Linked DNA regions of Mus musculus: regions 1 and 2 are each linked to region 3. Evidence: chromatin contacts called from public ChIA-PET and HiChIP or PLAC-seq data. All regions are on one chromosome and are shown on one strand. Each heading gives the region's core, a stretch centred on a gene start, on an enhancer-like site or on the middle of the called end of the contact. The rest is flanking DNA. Distances are from core to core; before and after follow the strand shown.

Region 1 (4,440 bases), core at 1,866-4,365, 170 kb after region 3:
TTTTTACATTTCCTCTTTAAGGACCTGTATCATCCTTACATGGTGATTTTACGGTCTTTTTCCTGTGCTTCTATGTTAGAACATTCAGGGCCTGCTGTGGTAGGATAGCTGGGACTCTAGTGGAGACACAATGTCCTGGCTGTTACTGATTGTGTTTTTATCCTGGGTCTAGGAATCTGGGTTTGGGGTGATTATATATAGGTCTAGGTGCTGGGAGGTGAGGAGGGAATAGTTTGTGGGATACCACAGGAGGTATGGAGAGGAGGGAAGGGAGGGGTTGGGTCTGCTGGGGAACAGAGAGAGCAGAGAATGTCTGTGGTTATCCTACCTGGTCTTCTGTCAGGCAGGGCCTGTGGCCTGCCCAGTGGAGGAAGGAGCTCAGACACAGTAACAATCGGAGGGAGGGAGTCCAGGGCCTGGGATCCTGTGGGATCCACAGGAGGAGGAGTGGAGTGGAGGGAAGAGAGGCTATAGCTGGTGTGCTGCAGTGCAAGGAAGGCTCCTGAGGGATTCGGTGAATGAATTAATTTTAAGAGGAAAATTAAAAATAAAAAGATAAGAAAGAAGTACCTCTATGGGACATCTCCATATAAAAGTGACAAGTAAGCCTGAGGGCCTCTGCTTTTGTGCCCTTGGGAGGCCTGCATATTTTCCTTGACTGCACTGATGGTACCTATGGTTTCTGGTTATATTTGTGAGTATATTCCTGGAAGATATTCACATTTCAGACAGTAGACTGAGTAAATATCTGCCATCACCAAGTCAGGGCAGAATTCAATCAGTTCAGAGCTGAATAAAACGAAAACGATGGCAGGCTGGCGGATCTGTGCTTTCCAGTTGAGCTGGGGCATCTGTTTTCTTGTTATGTTGGACAAGAACACTCTCAGTCCTAAGGCCTATGTGTTCAGTATGAGACTTGCCCAGTCAGTTCCCGGGCATCTCGGCTGCATTGAAACCATACTGTTCAGCCCCTCTCTGGAACTCCAGCTTGCACATGGCTGATACTGGGACTTGGCCACTTCTGTGATTGAGTGAGCCAGTCGGGATGGGAACCCTGAGAAATAAATGTGTTTAGCCCAATTGTAGACATTTAAGGTTTACTTATTTACTTTTAGATATGAGTACACCTTAGCTGTCCTCAGACACACCAGAAGAGGGCACTGGATAGCATTACAGATGGTTGTGAGCCACCATGTGGTTGCTGAGAATTGAACTCAGGACCTCTGGAAGAGCTGTCATTGCTCTTCACTACTGAGCCATCTCTCCAGCCAAATGTGGGCATTTAAATCTAAAAAAATTTCCTATATTATCATCTATAAAGCTCATGAATTTTACAATGCTAAGTTAATATAATCCCATTCAGGTTTAGAATATCTCAAATTATGTTGTTGGGTTTTTTTTCCCTCCATTTCAGGCTCGTCTTAAATTTCTGTTTTTATGTACATTGGTCAATATAGTCTGTATGGTGTTGGTAATTTGGGCTTAAAAATAAAAATGTTTTAGACACACATGTGTAGCAAAACCGTACAGAATGAAGCATGCAAACATTAAAACATGTTGAACCAGGGAGATATGTATAAGGCATTCGGGTTGAATTGAATCAATGCTAATTTTTGTTCATAATCGTAGGCTGTTTTGCAACATAGGAAAACTGATAGAAAGAATCATCTATATTATTTTTTGTATCTGCACAGGAATCTACAATTATATCAGTAAAAGGTTGAATTAACAAACTGTCTTAAGTTATTATTGATGGGACTTTTTATTTTTTCCTGAAGTTCTATTTTATAGTCTTACCTTGTTTTTGTCTTATTTTTTTGACTAGCACAATGACAAGATAAATTTGTTTGGGGGGATTACTTCTGAAAAAGAAAACTATATTAGTATGTCTGAGCTCCCAACTGGCACATACTCCTGGTTCTAGTCGCCAGAGTCAGCTGTATATATCAGTGTCATCTCCTTCAATTACAGGAACTGAGCTGGGAAGAAAACCCTTGCCTTCCATGTGGTCAGGTGGTAATTTTACAATAATGAAGTAGTTAAAACCTTTGTTCCTGGAGCTGGTCTGCTCTGCATCCTAGGACTCGGGGGAGATTTGCTTTCAAGTCTATCTGTTCATCTCCCCACTGCTGCAAAACTGCCCTCTACGCTGCCCTCATAATAAATGATGATTATGATTATTAATTCTAATAGCCCCAACAACATTAGGTGGTGCAATGCAGCGGTGATTAGCCTGAGACGTTTAATGAGCATGCTTCTCCTTAGCGTATCCTGAAGTGTCTCTTGGTTCAATGTTATCTTGTTGTTTCTACTTATTTGTCCCCTGAAATACCCAGCCTGTTACTGCCTCTGAAATCACACAGGAAGACTCTCTCCCTGGGTTCCCTTCCAGTGTCTGGAGCATTGTGGTGGCTCCGTAAAGTGCGGTTCCCCTTTGGATGCTGTTCTCTTCAAGTGGATGCAGGGCCTTCACAGTGTAAGACAGTCACCTCATCAGCCAGGATTCACTTGGTGAACTGTGTCGAATTTTAAGTGTAATGATGACTCGAAAGAGTAACCATGACTGTCCTGGTTTATTCCTTTCTTGAAGACTTTGAAATCCAACCTTAAATGGTGCTGTTGGTTTTTTGTTTTGTTTTGTTTTTGTAGATTCCATTGTTTATGGTAACATTTAACCTAAAAATATGTAAAAATCACTATAAATACACAGTCATGATTTTATTTTCAGGTTATTGTTACTGTGTGTCTCAGATCTCGAGCCAGATTAACATCCAAATCTATGGATTTACAGACTCTTTAAGCAGCAATTGGACCACAGCTACTCTGATGTTTTTGACATCACGAGACAGAGTTAAAGAACTTGCAGGAAATGTATCTAGACAGACACTGACCTCGGTGCCCAGCCAGCCAGTGTTCGTGGAAATGGCCTCAGACCTCTGGGACATAACTGTGCTGTTCTAAGCAAACCCTCTCTGATGGTGATAAGCTAGAAAGTTACCCACTGCAAGCAGAGTTTGGGTTAATCGGCATCTTCTTGCTGAGTGTTATCCATGCAGAAAAGGCAGTGCGTGCTGATGGGAGATCTAGCACGTTATCTGCAGGAAGCACTGAGCTCCGAGGAGGAAACCTCAGACTCCTCACCCTCGAGATGTGAGAAGAGGATGTAGGAACAGAAGTACTTATTCAGACGTGTGGCTTCCTGTTCAGGTGGCCTGAGAGATTGCAGGTGTGGTTTCCGTTCTATTAGTTAATAAATGAATAAATAAATAAATAAATAAATACGGATTGGTATATGAAATTTCTGAAATTCCTGTCTGTTCTAACGATCCCCAGGTTCCAGATCCACAGTTGAGCAAGACGTATTCATGCCTTTAGTCTCTGTTCATTTATCAATTCTATTCTTCGGTGTGTGTGTGTGTGTGTGTGTATGTGTGTGTGCGCGCGCGCGTACATGGAGGTGGCCAAAGGACCACCATTGGCTTTGTCCTCCTTTTTATTTGAGATAGGGTCTCTGAATGGCCTGGAACTCACTAAGTAGGCTGGGCTTCCTGGCCACTGAACTCCAGAGATCTGCCCTCCACCTCCAGCACTATGGACCACCAAGCCAATGTTTTCCCCTTCTTAAATATGGGTTCTGGGGATCTAAGTCAGCTTTCTCTTTTGTACTTTTGACTGACTGAGCTGTCTCTTCAGCTTTGTATCAGATTGCTTTGTATCTAAACTGGAATTGCTTTAATTGCTTAAAGGTAATTATCATATTTAAATACAAGCGTTTAAACTGGTAAGAAGTATAGCCAAAGGAACCTTAACATCGGGCCAAGTAAACTTTCTTTAATTAAAACAAAACAAAACAAGAAACCTTCTTGTATTTGTTTCATTAGTCATCCTTGCTTGCCTTGCTATGCTTTTAATAAGCTGCGTGACTCACCAAGAAGCCGAGCAATACACACTGTTTGCTTTTGGGTCTCTTGAAACAAAGGTGCTGGTGAGGAGCTCTGATACACAGTTGCAGGTCCTGGACAGAAACGGAAAACCAACTCAGGGCTGCAAAGGCAGAAAGACATTTAGCCCACAGTATTTTATTCAGAAATAAAGACTGATAAATGAATGTTTCCCCTTTACTTGGGTCACAGGCAGTAACAACTCATGAAAAAAAAAATCCTGCTATCACAGCAAACAGTGATAATGAGAGCATGGGAAATTGCATATTCCAATTTTAAAAGATCATCTTTCCTTGTCTTTGTTTTACTTCCTCTTTGGGTTCCTGACCTGCTCTATTATGACAAGGGTAAGAGGCCCTTTGAGATGCTTTATAAATACTGACTCTGCAGCTTGCATTTGCGGGTTACTTTACCCCAGCCCCTATTTAGGCGAAAGAAATTGAAAACAAATTGTGCAATGCAAGCTTTTCTTAGAAGTGTGCTCTGTAAGAGAAAAAGG
Region 2 (4,326 bases), core at 1,009-3,508, 200 kb after region 3:
GTGCTGGGAACTGAACTTGGGTCCTCTGTATGAGCAGTAAGTGCTTGTAACCACTGAACCATTTCTCTAGCACACAGATCTTGTTTTTAAGGTAGGGAGTGTTCGGACATGGCACACTGCTAATATGATTGCCCTTACTCAGCCCCTGCAGACACCATGGTTAACCTCATGGTCCAAGGCTCTAAGAATCAATCCCAGTCTTAGCATCAAGTATCTGTGGGCCCTAGGCTCCCGGGGAAACAGACACTTTTCAGGCACAGTATACCAAAATTGTATTGTTAGCTCCCAGGAGCAGAAAAGGGCCATACATTTTTTTTCTGAGCTGTCCAGGGCTTGACAACCCAGACTTACTGAGTTACTTCCTACTGTATAGCACTCCGTAACATTCTCACAGTTAAAGAGGATTTTGACATTATGGGTGGGTGCAGCATACAACTCCTAAACACTATCCTTCTATCCTTATAAATGCAATGTGTTCCTGGAAGCTCTGATGCAGGGTGTGACAATTCTCAGGACTGCTTCAACTTAGAGTAACAGTGCATTAGGACAGCCACCCACATACTTTCCTAGGAAGGTTATAATGGGGCATCTATGAGAGAGACTTTTACATTCCATTTGAATCTAGGTCAATTAAGGGAAACCAGACTTTTCTCTCAGGGAAAGATGACATGGGAAGAAGCACTTGTCCCCAGGCCAGTGACACTCCAGAGTGGCTTGTCCTACTCTCCTGGGAGAACCAGGGGAGGCTATGTGTACTTAGAATGTTGCACTCAGAGCGGAGTCTGAGTTCTGGGTTTCCCACCTTCTTAGTGGCTACAGTGGGTTGTATGGCCCCATGACATGCCCGAGTCCTTATCCTAAGAATATGACCTTATTAGGTAAATAGGGTCTTTGGAGATGTAAGGAGGTTGTGGGGTCAGACGGTTGTCCTCATTCGTTTTCTCTTGATGTGGTAAAACACTGAACAAAATCAGCTTAGGCGTGGAAAGGAATTGTTTCATTTTACAAACTAAGCCATACTCCATCTCCGAGGGCAGGAGCCTGGAGGCAGGAACTGAAACACAGACCACAGAGGGGTGCTGCCTACTGGCTTGCTCTACATAGCTTGCACAGCCTGCTTTCTTATAGAACCCAGGACCACCAGCCCAGGGACAGCACCACTGACATCCATCATTAATCAAGAAAAGAAATAACCCATGGACATGCTCACAGGCCAATCTTATGGAGGGAGTTTTAAAATTGAGGTTCTTCTTCCCAAATGACACTAGCTATGTTGACAAAAAACAATCAACACAGATGTGACTAGCTTAGAGTTTTTTTTCTTTCTTTCTTTCTTTCTTTCTTTCTTTCTTTTTTTTTTTTTGCTATAAACTCAATGAGTAGTATCTTAATAAGCTAATAGAAGGCTGTGCTATACAGCAAGGTTGAGATTGGAACACAGGACACTGGGGATTGCTGGCTAGTGACTAGGAGAGATGCAAGGAGGGACTCTTTCAGGAGCTCCCAGAAACTTCCAGTCCTTGTAATGCATGGAAGACATTCGGTAAATATTTGTTAAATGAATGAGTGAAAGTGAATGAATGATTCTGTTGAGACAAAACTTTGATGCTAGGATCCAGGCTTTTGGAAACCAGGATCAGGTTTCCAGAATGGCAAGAGGATGAGCCTCTGTCTCTTTAAGCCAGGTTTGTGGGAATTTACCCTGGTAGACACAGTGACCTAGTTTCACTTTCTGAAAATAAGTTTTTGATAGTTTTCTTATCTATATCTTTGTGACACTCATCTCTTGAGTGAATGAAATGAGATACTGTGTATAGAAGAGTAAGAGGCCTTCTCACTTGCAATTTCTGTCTCTTTAGTTTTCTTTTATGTATGTATGTACATATGTACGTATGCATGCATGCATGCAGGTGTGTGTGTGTGTGTGCATGTACATGCATATGTGCACACTCATGTACATGCCCGTGTGCTTGCCCACACAGGTGACTGAAGAAGCCAGAGTTTGATGATGTTTGGGCATTTTTCTCAATTGCTTCTATACCTGACAAAGAGATGGGGGTCTCTCACTGAACCTGGAGCTCACTGTTTTGACGAGACTGGCTGGCCAGTGAGCCCCTGGAACCTGCCTGTGCTGGGGTGCGCTGCTGTTGTCAGCTTTTACGTGGACAATGGCAATCCAAACTCAGATCCTAACCACTGAGCCACCTCCAACCTCCCCTCTAGACATTTTCAAGTGGGTTCTTACTTCTTCTAGAGACTCCAGGATGTGGTTTGTATTTCACCGATGTTATAGCCACAAACTTACTGGAAGGTGCCCTGCAGAGAAATGAATTATGATTTCATTGCAAAGTCAAAAAAAGAAAAGAGAAAGCCGTGTGGGGGCAAATGTCAGCACCCAGGTTCTGCTTTAAGAAATACATGTGCCTCTGCAGTAAGGGTAGACACTGCCAAGTGACTTCATTGGTATCTAGAAAGCTAAGTCCCTATGATAAGATTGAACCAACCTGTGAATAGATAGTGGTGGTGCAGTATGTGATGGTGAACTCGATCTGGCTTTTATTTCCTCTGGGTCTTCTTATGTTTGTGTGGTGCAATCACACAGATTTCCAGAGGCTACTGAGAGGCAAGGAAGGGAGGTCAGTAGTTACAAATAGTTACAAATTGTAACACATAGTTACAAACTGAGAGAAGATTGTTGCCTGCGGAAGGCAGAAATGTATCACTCATTGTTGTAACACTGTTACTCCATAAGGTCACCACATTGCTACATCATTACTTATCCACAAGACTGGAAGGGCAGCTCCTGGCTCAGTGTGTGTGGCCCCAGACCATTTGTTTCTGTCAATACACACACACACACACACACACACACACACACACACACACACACACACACACACACGCACACACGCACACGCACACATTCATATAACACATATGAGAGAAATCTGCAACCTACTCCTTCAGGATATTCAAATCCTTTAGTGATTGCAAAGAAGAGGAGAAATAATTTATCAGGCACTTGGGCTGTGCCAAGGGCAGTGTCAGCTGAATTTATATACCTTTTCTAATTTAAGCCCCATCTAATTGACTTGGGAAAATCCCAACTTAAATTGGATTTGGGGGAATATGGCCTGGAAATAAATTGACCATGGAATTAAAACTTCAGAAGCCATGGGGAGGAGAATTGTTTTCCCCTAAAAGATGCCTGTTGTTAAGAATCCACTTTTACCTGGACAGAACCCTTTCCATTCATTCTCATCTATCCAGTCAACAGATATTTACTGTGTGCCTTCTATTGGCTCTCTTTAATGGTCAAAGAAAGGAATTTCTACTTCGTACAGGTTATGTTTCAGCTTTGTGGAAATAACTAAATGATCAATGAGCCGCTTGTTCTATGACTGGGCATTAATGTGTGTGAAAACTAGAGCCCAATAAAGAACTTTGGTAGTGAAAAGAGTGGTTGATTGTGACTTTAGGAAGCTCATCAAAGTATTCCTCACCCAGAAGGTGACAGGGAACAAAGCCTGAAGAAGCTGAGAGGAGTCACATGACTAGCAGAGGCGGAGCCTTCCAGATAGAGGCAAAGATTCACTGTAGGAGACTGCTTTGCTTGCTCGAGGAACAGCAAGGAGATGGGGGTTACTGCCATGAAACAGGTGAGGGGAAAACAGAAGGAGATCAAGGGCAGTTTATTAGCACCTGGAAAGACTTTGATATAGGTAGGCTTGGTGGTATTTAGATTATAAAGACCAGAGTTACATTTTAAATAGATTGCTCTTCTGAGGCCACGGTTGCTTGCTTGGTAGAGGGCTTGTCTAGTAAAAAGCCCTGGATTTGAATATTAGCATTGCATTAACTGGGCAGGGCAGTGTATGCCTGTAATGGCAGCACTTGAGAGGTGGAAATAAGAAAATCAATAATAGCCCAAGGCCACCCTAAGCTACATAGAGTTTGAGATAGTCTGAGATAGGTGAAACTTGTCTAGAGAAAAAAAGATTATTCTTGGTTTGATGATGTAGATTATAGAAAGGTATCATAATTGTCTATAGCTATTGTAACATGATCACAAATAAGGAGCTTAAAACATTAGAAATGTGTTCTCTATTCTGGGGTTATAATTTTTAAAATCTATATGTTAGTAGAGCTATGCTCTTTCTGAAGACTCTGGGAGAGACTCCACTGGCCACTTTCAGCTTCTGGCTTTCCCTGGTTTGTGGCTAGATAAGTCCATCCCTACATAGTCTTTCTCCAATGTCTCTAGCTCTCTTCCTCTAGGTAAAGGCATCAGGCATTGGCTAGAGAGGTTTGTGTTTCAGTTAGCCA
Region 3 (4,564 bases), core at 210-2,709:
TGGGAAGCTGGGTTTTACAGTCCTCGTGAAGTGTCACCTGAATTGGGGCTACTCAATAGACAACCATTAGAGTGTGTTCCCAATGAGCTGTTCATAGTAAATATGCATAGATGCCTTACTGTATTATCAAGTACAAGGTGCCCTTACAACAGAGAGGGTAGAGGCTCATCATCCATCCTTCTTGTTCTCTATCAAAAACAGTAGCTATTATCTATGAGAGAGAAGGAAGGGGGTTACAGTAGAGCTTAGAGGAGAAGCAGTCACTCAGGTCTGCATTCTAACCTGATCCTGAGTATATACTATGTAATCTTGGATAAATGAGTTACCTAACTTGGGTACATAGTTTTCTAATGTCTAAATCAAGTTAATGAGAGTACCTATTAGTCAGGGCTCTCTATAGTAACAGAACTCATAGAATGGACCTGTATCTATATCTCTAGATCTATATCCAAAGGGAATTTATTAGAATGGCTTACAGGCTGCAGTCCAGCTAATCTAAGAATGGTTAACTATGAATGGAAAGTCCAAGAATCTAGTAGTTATGCACTCAGTCCACAAAACTGCATGTCTCAGCTGGTCTTCAGCATATGCTGGGATCCTGAAGTAGGCTCTAGTGGCAATGAAGGAATGGACTTGCTAGCAAGGGGAGGACAAGCAGGCAAAGAACAAAAGCTTTCCTCTCCCTTATATAGACTCCCAGCAGAAGGTGTGACCCAGACTAGATTTGGGTTAAAGGTGTGTTTTCTCCTCCTAAAGATAACGGACTTTTGAATTTTAGTTAATTCCAGATGAGGTCAAGGTGATGATCAAGTATAGCCATCACACACCTGTTAATGTTTTAATTGAGATAATATATAAATAGTGCTTTCATGATAGCTTTTAATTTGTGTGTGTGTGTGTGTGTGTGTATGTGGGCAAATGTGGGCTATAGCACAGTTGTGAAGAGTAGAGGGCAACTTGAAAGAGTTGGCTCTCTCCTTCTACCACGTGGGTCTCAGTTTCAAACTTATATTGCCAGGCCCAGCAGCAAGCATCTGTACCCACTCAGCTATCTCACAGGCCCAAATATTTATTAGGTTTTTAAAGAAGAAAATAAGACATTGTCTATTTGGAAAACACTGCATAATACTGTATTTTCATATTGTATTCCCTCTTAGACAGTCACAAAACACCAAGGCAATGCACGATATTTAGAAGTTTGATTGAGTTAAGCATTTTCTAAATGACTAATATTTACATTTGCCTTAGTTACTCTCTGTTGCTGCGATAAAATACTCCTACAGGAACAATTTAAGGGAGAAAGGGTTTACTTTGACCTACAGTTCCAGAGGGATACAGTTTGTCACAGTGAGGAAGATGTGGCAGCAGACCTGGAAAGCATGGTGGCAGAACAGGAGGCTCCTGACCACATGGCATCCCTCAAAAGAAAGCAGAGTGCATGAACAGGAAGTGGGTTTTGGCTATTAAAGCCGTAACTCCCACCCCCACCCCACCGGTGACTCTCTTTCTCAAGTGTGATCCTTGTGGGGATATTTCACATTCAAACCACAAACCATAATGCCATTTAACATCAGTTAAGATCTCATACAAGAAGTGTTTATGGAATATACTTTAAGAAAATGTATGATGTCAGCTGTTTTGTTGTAATCAAATTAACAAGCTACATCAAGAATTAACTGTTAGGGGCTGGAGAGATGGCTCAGCGGTTAAAAGCACTGACTGCTCTTCCAGAGTTCCTGAGTTCAATTCCCAGCAACCACATGGTGGCTCAAAACCATCTGTAATGGGATCCTATGCCCTCTTCTGGTGTTTCTGAAGACAGCGACAGTGTACTCACATACATGAGATAAATAAATAATTCTTAAAAAAAAAAAAGAATTAACTGTTAGTACCCTGCTATCTCCATGAGCTCTGAGTTTGATCAAGAGATCCTGCCCTCAAAGAATAAGATGAAAGAACAATTTAATATCCCTGACATCAGTCTCAGGCCTCCACATACATGTGTACATGTGCACATGCCACAACATGTCCACGTGAAAATGCAGTAATGGCTGTGATGCTGGATTGAAGAGTACCGCGTTTAAGTAGAAATGATGCAGTACGTCATGGATCTTAGCTAGGTGAGAAGGCGGTACTGTTGATTTCTACTAAGGAAAAAGAGAAGGAGGAAGTTCTGAATAGGGATTAGAAATAGAAATGTATCCAGAAAAATGAGTGGGGACAGGAACTGGGCGTGTCAGGCATGTGCTGAGCATGTGCACACCAAAACAGTGACTGGATGTGCTTTGAGCGCTGATGTATGGAAGGTAGGATGGGGGCTGGGCAGGAGCAAGCTAGCTGTGCCCTGCACAGTGGAAATGCTGAGTGCTTTTACACTGGGGAATGGCATAGTCTGATTTGGCCTTACAAGGCTGCCCTGCACTTTGTAACTTAAGATTTTTATTGACTAGTCTTTTGGAATAATTTAGCTTTAATTAAGTTGGTGGCTTTGAATCAAATCAAGGTTTCCGTTTCCCATTCTACTTGTACAGTTTTCTGGAGTATGAAGATTGCAATGCCAAAGCTTGTTTATTATAGGGTAAACTATAGAGATATATGTGGCTTATTGGTTAGTTACCCACTGAGCTAACAGTCTGGTCTGGTCATTGGTTTTGATTTAACAGTGAGTGACAGAAGCCGGTTCTTTTATCTTAGAACATGGTGATATGAGATGGCATTTTGTAGTAAGCAGATATACTTTAACTTTCTTTTAGAAGGCTAATGACTCATGCTGCAGAAGTATTTTAAAAGTTTTCTTTTAAGCTGTTATTTTACTGAAATTATTTTTTTCTTTTCAGGACGTGTGAACTTATATATTTGACACAACCCAGCAGTGCGTAAGTAGCATGTAATTTTTCACTAAAATTTGTTTTTTTGGACTAATCTCAAACATATTGTTTACTTTGGTGATAAAAACATACTACTTTATAAGTTAAGGTGGTAAAATCCTGTTTGGATTTGTTTATCTTCTAAAAATGTGTGCCTTACTTATATAGCAGAGAGAACCAATTGGCTGGAATTCAGTGTTCTCTGTCACTTTTCTGAGGAAAATGCAGTTCATTCATTAAGTTTTTATTAACGATCTATCACAGGGATTTTATCAACAAGGCTCTGCATACTTTTGTATAAGAACAAATACATTCTCAATTTAGGGATTTGGAGAGAAGACTGGACCCAGGCGTGAAACCCAACATCCCACATGGTGGCTTACAGCTGTTTGTATTTCTAGTTCTGTGGGGTGGGATGCGATGACCTCTTCAGGCCCCTACAGACACCAGGCACACAAGTCGTGCACAAACACACAGATAGGTAAAATATTCCTACTCATTAAAAAACTTCATTTACAAATCCTAAATTCCTGAACAGTATGGCAGTGTTCTTCTCTGTAAATAGCTCAAGTAATCCTGGAGATTTCCTGCCCCACGAAAGCACTGGCATTGAAGAGATTGATTGAAATGCAAATTGTGCATATATTAATTCATAAAAAGCTGTTGATTCTAATGAGTGGTCATTCTATGGAAAAATTATCAAGGTAAAGTGTTAAGTTGACAAAATCTAAGCCACCTAATTGTTTGGGTTTTTTTGGTTGTTCATTTTAATTAGAAAAACAGAGCAAACAAGTATAAAGGTAATTAGAAACAAATCAGTGTACCGTGGGCTTTATATAGTTTTAGATTAGAATCAATATTTTGATAGGCACACCAAATGAGCTAGGTGAGTTTAGGTGAAAATTGTGCATTAAAGAGGGTTGCATTTCATTTGTGTATTTATTTAACTCAAGTCTATAATTAAAACAAACTACCCCAAAGTAAAGCTGGAATACTTTGTCAGTGTCTGACTTTTTTTTTTTTTTTTGCTTTGTATTTGTTTACCAGGTTATCTACTGAAATAAATTCTATGTTGGTGCTAAAAATTTCTTGGATCACTTTTTTACTAGCTAAAGGTAAGTGAATGTGTTATTGAATGCTGATGTGTCAAATATAATGATTAAATTGTTCACTTGGAATAGTACAAAAATTATTCAATTAATAAATCCTTCTGTATTCTCTGCATGGCTTATTAACTGCATTTTATAGTTATGATGATAGAACATCATTCGAAATGTTTAATTCCTCCGTTCCTCCTGGTTTCTGTCTTATCCCCCCTTTCTTCCCTATTTTCTATGCATTCTCCTTTTTTAGTGGTGTTGGGGATAAAAGTCAGGGCCTAGTGAATTTTAAATTATAAAAATTTATTTAAATTAAAAATAAAGTAATAAGAAATGGAAATAATATGTGTTTGGTCACTTTACATGGAGTTTAAAATATTTCCTAAGATAGAATCTTTACTTTTCTTTTTTAGACTTTGTATTTTGAGAATGCTAATACAATGAAAAGGAAAAAGTAGAGTAGTTAAATGCCAGTACCTATTCCAAATTCAGGGTGAAGTCTTAGGGTTTTTTCTTCTGACTTGGAGAAAGTAGAAATTGCTGGAAGGAGAGTCAGATGGAAATAAGCTATGATGATTAGTCAGTAAAGACGAGATT

Evidence for each region. ChIA-PET counts read pairs in DNA pulled down with a chosen protein or histone mark. HiChIP or PLAC-seq counts read pairs in DNA pulled down with a chosen protein or histone mark.
Region 1: a contact with region 3 is called in an SMC1A ChIA-PET map of the G1E-ER4 cell line, with 9 read pairs. The contact joins two enhancer-like sites. A contact is called at or near these places in 16 of 39 promoter capture datasets (the 3T3-L1 cell line, 3T3-L1-derived adipocytes, the C10 cell line and 12 more), 3 of 15 datasets of contacts at CTCF or cohesin (the G1E-ER4 cell line, the NIH/3T3 cell line and large pre-B cells), 44 of 484 Hi-C or Micro-C datasets (B cells, CD4 T cells, CD8 T cells and 32 more), 27 of 115 datasets of contacts at active chromatin or transcription factors (the 230-238 cell line, CD8 T cells, DN3 thymocytes and 19 more) and 4 of 9 other capture datasets (adipose tissue, bone marrow-derived macrophages, liver and 1 more).
Region 2: a contact with region 3 is called in a BATF HiChIP or PLAC-seq map of CD8 T cells, with 8 read pairs. The contact joins two enhancer-like sites. A contact is called at or near these places in 2 of 15 datasets of contacts at CTCF or cohesin (CD8 T cells and embryonic stem cells), 8 of 484 Hi-C or Micro-C datasets (DN2 thymocytes, the MPC-11 cell line, bone marrow-derived macrophages and 4 more), 2 of 115 datasets of contacts at active chromatin or transcription factors (CD8 T cells and Th17 cells) and 2 of 9 other capture datasets (adipose tissue and liver).

The regions. Positions count from the first base shown.
Region 1 is chr14:73,122,621-73,127,060 of GRCm38.p6, reverse strand. No RefSeq gene overlaps it. Among named protein-coding and RNA genes, the nearest start is that of Rcbtb2, 18 kb to the left of the region's middle. Within about 2 kb of position 3,115, at least 146 of the 459 cell types and tissues checked have an H3K27ac peak or open chromatin away from gene starts, as enhancers often do. A contact at or near this core is called in CD8 T cells, CD8 central memory T cells, DN3 thymocytes and 6 more, where this site is marked.
Region 2 is chr14:73,085,848-73,090,173 of GRCm38.p6, reverse strand. No RefSeq gene overlaps it. Among named protein-coding and RNA genes, the nearest start is that of Gm35388, 15 kb to the left of the region's middle. Within about 2 kb of position 2,258, at least 35 of the 459 cell types and tissues checked have an H3K27ac peak or open chromatin away from gene starts, as enhancers often do. A contact at or near this core is called in CD8 T cells, where this site is marked.
Region 3 is chr14:73,287,021-73,291,584 of GRCm38.p6, reverse strand. Rb1 (RB transcriptional corepressor 1) reads left to right here. Exons shown (of 27, transcript NM_009029.3): 5 at 2,838-2,876; 6 at 3,915-3,982. Among named protein-coding and RNA genes, the nearest start is that of Rb1, 37 kb to the left of the region's middle. Within about 2 kb of position 1,459, at least 25 of the 459 cell types and tissues checked have an H3K27ac peak or open chromatin away from gene starts, as enhancers often do. A contact at or near this core is called in CD8 T cells, CD8 central memory T cells, DN3 thymocytes and 6 more, where this site is marked.